Regions from separate parts of the Sus scrofa genome. Here region 2 is linked to region 1. Evidence: chromatin contacts called from public Hi-C data. All regions are on one chromosome and are shown on one strand. The core of a region is the stretch at or near the end of the contact, and the rest is flanking DNA. Distances in the headings are between cores, read along the strand shown. Region 1 holds the start of ZBTB20 (zinc finger and BTB domain-containing protein 20). Region 2 overlaps ZBTB20 (zinc finger and BTB domain-containing protein 20).

Region 1 (2,808 bases), core at 127-2,626:
ATTCTTAATGAAGTCTCTTATTTTGTGATAAATTATTTCTGAATTCCCTAATTATGGCAATTTTTTATTCTGCAGATTTATTTATTTATTTATTTTTTCATTTAGTCCTTTTTAGGAATCTTTCCTGAGCTTCCTGCCGGCTTTAAGCTTCATTCTTTTTTTTTTTTTTTTTTTTTCCCCCTAATGCCTGGGTACTGGACCAACTCTTGGTAAGAATATGTCTCTGGGAAGTGCTATGTTGAGTGACAAATGGATGAGGATGAAGGTTTTACTGAAGCATCTGACCCGCATTTAATTTTCCGTGTTGCTTTATTTGTTCCTTCGGTTTACCCCTCAGGATATTCAATTTTGTAGGCTCCGGTTGGGTCGTAGGTACTTCAGGCGTTTAGTAATCTGCTTTTCCCGCTAGAATAATATCCTCATTTATATTAAGGGCAGCTTACTCCAAACTGTTTTACATAGTATTTTTCTAAACCTCCTGAACGAACACATTTTCCCATTGAGCACTGGCACTGCTTCAGCGGCCTCTGGTGACCTCCCGGCTTGGCAACCTGCACCCCACTCCTCAGGAATCAAGCCTGACCCAGCGTGGCCTTGAGCGCCGCCGCCTCGGCAGACCCTCTCTCCCGTTTTCTCTCACACCGCCCCTCATCCATATTTCTCCTGCCGCCTCAGCTGTCGGCGACAGAGACACCCCGCTTCTCGCCTCCCGTGGCTACCCCCCCGCCAGCCTGCCGCGCCAGACAGCGGGTAACCGCCGCCTCCGCTGGGGCATCCCGGCTCCATAGGCCTAGAGCGCTCCAGACACCTGCCTCTCACTGGCCAACGCCGCTGCCCCTCACGCGGCAGCCCCCTCGGCAATTGGCCCCCGGCCGTCCCTCGTCATCTTCGTCCTCGTCTCGAGTCCCGCCTCCGTCGCCGGGTCATTTAAGTTTATCACAAATAAATAAATAAAGGAGGAAATAGAAATGCGTAGAAAGTAAAAGCAGGCGGGAGGGGGCAGGGGCGTGGAGAAAAAAAGGAGGATCGGAGGAGTAGACAACCACACTTGATCGTGTTTGTGTTGACCAATCATGGCTCACTCCAGTCCGGTCTGACGGGCTCTCTCAACCAATAGAATCCCATCTCTCGGATCACTGAACAACGAGATATGACTGACCTCTCCAGAGTGGGCGAATGTGCGGCAGAGGTGGGGGGGAAGTGGGAAGATTGCTGACCAATTGCCTGTTAACAGTTCTCTGAGCGAAGTTTCCGTGCCCCAATGGGTGTCTGAGATAGCGGATTGGGCCTTTTCTAGTCCAATCGAAGGTGGTAGAGATGAGGGAAGAGGCAATGGGGGCGGGGACAGGTGAGGGGAGGAGGAAGAGTGTATTTTGTTTATGGGCGGCAACTTCACGAGGGGCGTCCCATTCTTATTGGCTCACTGAAGCCAAGAGTGGCATTAGGGAAACCGAATAGTAGGAAAAGATAGAGGGTTCGCGGCGTGAGGCGGCCAATGTGGGCTTTTTGCCGAAGAAGTAGGGGCGGGGGAAGTTTAGGAGTTGAGGAAAGAAGATTAAAGAGCGCGAGGAGGTAACGCCAAAAACTCTAATTTGTTGTGGGGCTGGCGGGCGGGAGGGAGGGGTGTGTGCATGCCGTGGGGGACCAGGCGTCTGCGAGGCGCTAGGAGTTGGGGGTGGCGGGACGGGAAAGGAGGGGCGCGGGGTGGGGTTGGGGGAGCGAGTTAGAGTGGCGAGCTCGCGGGCCGTTGGCGGGCCAAGCGAACGCCCCCTCCCCCAGGCGTCCCCCCTCCGCGCCCCCTTCCCCCGGGCGCCCCTCCTCGCTCCAAGCGGCTGCGGCGGCCTCGCCCGACCAGGCGCGGAGGGAGGGAGCGCGGGAGGGTCCGGGGTCCTAGGGCGGGCGGGGCGTCCCGCAGCTGGAAACGTGTCTTCTGCCTTCTTCTCTCTACTCCCCGCGCCTGGAGCTGCCGCTTCCAAGAAGAGGAGCTGAGGGGGACTAGCCGGGGCTCAGGAGCTGCTAGAGGCGCCCGCTTGTCTTCCGTCCCCTCCCTCCTCGCCCTTCCCCACTTGCCGTGGCTCTGGCGGTCTCTGGAGCGTCTTCAGAGAACTGGGGGGCGGGAGGGGTCCTGGCCCCAGAGCCGCTGGACGCCCCTCAAGACGCGGGAGCTACCGGCCGCCGCCTGCTTCGCTGCTGCGACTGTAGAGGAGGGGGCTTGGGAAGGGAAGACACACCTTTCCTTCTTTCTCTCTTCCTTTGGGCCCCTTTGGAAATATTAAAATATGTTTGCTCTTTTTCATAGCTGAGATAAAATGGTTGGATGCTTTTTGAAAGTTTAAAAGAAACGCACTCTCTTTTACATTGTTTAATGCATTTCTGTCCGGGTGGCGTTCTGGTCACCTCCCACCACCCGCCTCATGCCCCGCCCCTCCCGAAGCTGTTATCCTTTTTAAGGATGCTGAAGAGGCAGGAGGAAGGGATTTTCTAAAAGTTATATTGATAAACACACTTGCACAAACATATGCTAGGCACACACATAAACTATAAACATTAGCGAAAAACACAATATGGCGTACAGCTACGCTACCTAGCACGGTAATCCGCTGATCTCTTAACGCTGAACCCAGTTGAATGGGGTCAGTAGCAGGGTGACAGTTTTCCAATAAAAATTTGAATGAACCAGGAAGTAATTAAAGCCTGTTCGTTAAGTACTGGCCTCAAAAATCACCATTGGCCCAAGCAAAGTTAAACTTGTTAATCTTCTAGACACGTGAAAATTGTATTAACTACTTCTTACCCTTAAGAAAAGCC
Region 2 (2,812 bases), core at 30-2,529, 70 kb after region 1:
TTCCTAAAAAAAAATATTACTTTGCTCCTGAAGAAATTAAGACTGAAAAAAGAAAAAGACAGAAAAAGAAAAAAGGAAGAAGCTGGTAGTTATAAATTTTTTCTTACATTTATTTCTAAAAAGTATTTTTATTAATTCTTGTACTTGAAAGAAAAAGAAAAAAGGAAGAAGCTGGTAGTTATAAATTTTTTCTTACATTTATTTCTAAAAAGTATTTTTATTAACTCTTGTACTTGAATGAGAGAGAGAGAGAGCTGGGATTATATTAATTACCATTTAAATATGCAGTTCCAGGTTTGTAGGCATCTTTCTGAACCAGGATGGGACAACCATAGGAAAAAATTCTAGCGTAGGAATTGTATTTCATGTGGTGAAACATAAACTCAATAAGTTTTCTATTATAATATGGTGAAAGTGGTTACCAAAGAAACAAAAGTTTCTTATCACTCTGCCAGAGGCAAATGTGGCATATTAAGCTCGAAATGAATTCTCCTCTTTTGAATGCATACAGCTCTTATTAATGTCTTGGAAATTATGCACACATAGGGAAAGATTATCTGGATACATTTGAGTAAGCATCCATTGGGATATAGAGGCTATCTAATATCTATGGATACTTTTTTGCTGAACTGGCCAAAAATCAGTTTTTGCTCTTTTACCTTTTACTTGAGTTTGACTTGGGACTGAATGACTTATTTTTATCTTAAAAGCAGACTTTTTTTTCTCTTAGTGAGCATTAGGTTCCCTGGTGGCCTGAAAGAGTTAATGCAGTTTCCAAGAGTGTCCAACTTACTTCCAGGGAGTAGTGCGTGCATGTGAGAGTCTGGCTCCAGAATATTTGTTCACATCCCAAAACCAATTTGGCACAACTTAAAATGTCTGCTAGGGAGAGGATTCAGAGTGTTGTTAGGCCACGCAATTAGTGCTTTATTTCATGAGCACCAATCCACCCAATAGTGTTTTGTTTTAAAGAAGAGCTTGAAATTCACAATAACGGGTTTCATTTATCAGAGCCATATGGGACTCACCATCTTTGGATATATTTATAAGACTTTCACAAAGAAGACTCCTTAGGCATCTCAGATTTCACGGATTGGAGGGCAATCTGGATGAATATCTTTTTGGAAATGATGAACTATCTTTTTCATATGTAGTCTCCAATTTCAGTAATCCTTGAGAAGCTCAAAAACAGGAAAGAGTTAAGTAAACCTCAGCTTACTAGCTTTTATTGGAAAACAAAGACTATGTTTCTCAGATCTGGATCAAATGCCAAGTGTACCTTTGATGTTGAAATTTGGCCACCTAATCTTTGCAGTTTGTGATGTAGCATTTTTGAGAGGGAAGGTGGGTTCTAAGTCTCAACCTGTTTTTGTACTTTTTGCTAGTTCTCTCAAGGTCATATGTCAATGGATCATTGCGAAGCTGTCTGCAGCACAGAAGACTGATAATAGATGTGGTTCTTTTGATGTTTACCCAAGATTATTTATTTCCTGCCTCCTCCTTTTCCATACTTCTCTCATCTTTAGGAGTCTATCTTAATGCAATATATTCTTTAAAGTATCATTGTAAGTTGTTTTTTTTTTTTTTTATAAATCTCACATTTCCTCACTGATCTATAAATTTAGAGGTTTAAAAATAAAAATCAAATTGATCTTCATTTGGCAGTGGTTGCACATACTTTAATTTTTGGTTCTCAGATTATGTTAGGCTATTAATGATCTATAAACAAATATCTAAGTGTTTACTAATTGAAAACTAATATATTTTTAAAGCATAGAGTGCTATTGTGATATGACAGGCAACCACTATTTTTTTAGGCTTTCAAATTTTTGTTTCCTCAGCTCTGTAGTCTTTCTTGTAAGGGCCATGTTTTAATTTTGTTTGATAAATCTGGTAAATCAGAATATTTGCAAGTCATAAATAGTACTATAATAATTATCACTGAACTATGCAAAGTCTACACAAAATCTTCATAAAGATGGTAATTTCAGTTTTACTTTAAATTGTTACAAGTTGGCAATTACTAGAAATAACTCTTGCTCATCTTTAAGTATCCTTTTATTGTGTTTGGTCTTATTTTATTATCGTGTAATTTATTTTTTAATTTTTTAATTTTAACACTTCATTTGCTAAGAATATTTATATTAGCATGTTTTAGTTTCTCAGAGAATGTCCACTAAATTTTGTTCAGTTATGAGCATGTTGTATAACACTGAATTAAAATAAAATTCAGTATATTTTTGCTTCCATTTAAATTTTATATTAATGCTGATGTCATATATTAAAATATTTAAAAATTCTATTTCATGAAGATTTAAAAATCTGTTCTCTACCATTTCTTCTCCAATATGCATTATGCACTACAGACAGAGCTCTTAGACCCTTGTTACTTAGCACACCTGTAGGGTGCACACTTGTATTGCTGTATGTAATTGACCCCCATTCTATAGGCCTATGAAGCTGCTGGACAATAGGTTGAACACTGGGATTATAGAAAGAGCTATTGTTGCTTATATCATCTTGAGCATTAATCATATTGAATAGTCAAATGTCTCATATTCTTTCTATATTACATTCATAGTCAAATGTTCAAAAATTATTTGATGAGCATAATTTGAGAATTATTTCATCTTTTTCTACAAACATAGGTATTACAATCCAAAGAGGTTGTTATTTCCCCTGAAAAAGTCATTATGGAACTACACATAAATTTTTTGGCCATTGTATAGTGTTTTCCATAGGAATTTTGAAATATTTTCTTTGGGAAAGTGATACAATGTTGGGATAGTGGTCAATGGCAACAAAGAAATTA

What was found. A called contact is a pair of places that touch in the nucleus more often than the background predicts.
Region 2: a Hi-C map of liver shows a contact between it and region 1, with 5 times the contacts expected there. The contact joins the enhancer-like site here to the promoter of ZBTB20 in region 1. A contact is called at or near these places in 1 of 5 promoter capture datasets (liver), 7 of 47 Hi-C or Micro-C datasets (fetal heart ventricle, liver, mesenteric adipose tissue and 2 more) and 2 of 2 datasets of contacts at active chromatin or transcription factors (alveolar macrophages and skeletal muscle).

Annotation. Positions count from the first base shown.
Region 1 is chr13:144,854,445-144,857,252 of Sscrofa11.1, forward strand. It overlaps ZBTB20 (zinc finger and BTB domain-containing protein 20), which reads left to right and starts at 1,377. Exons shown (of 10, transcript XM_021071270.1): 1 at 1,377-1,572.
Region 2 is chr13:144,924,597-144,927,408 of Sscrofa11.1, forward strand. All of the region lies in intron 2 of ZBTB20 (zinc finger and BTB domain-containing protein 20), which reads left to right. Among named protein-coding and RNA genes, the nearest start is that of ZBTB20, 70 kb to the left of the region's middle. Within about 2 kb of position 1,280, at least 3 of the 83 cell types and tissues checked have an H3K27ac peak or open chromatin away from gene starts, as enhancers often do. A contact at or near this core is called in liver, where this site is marked.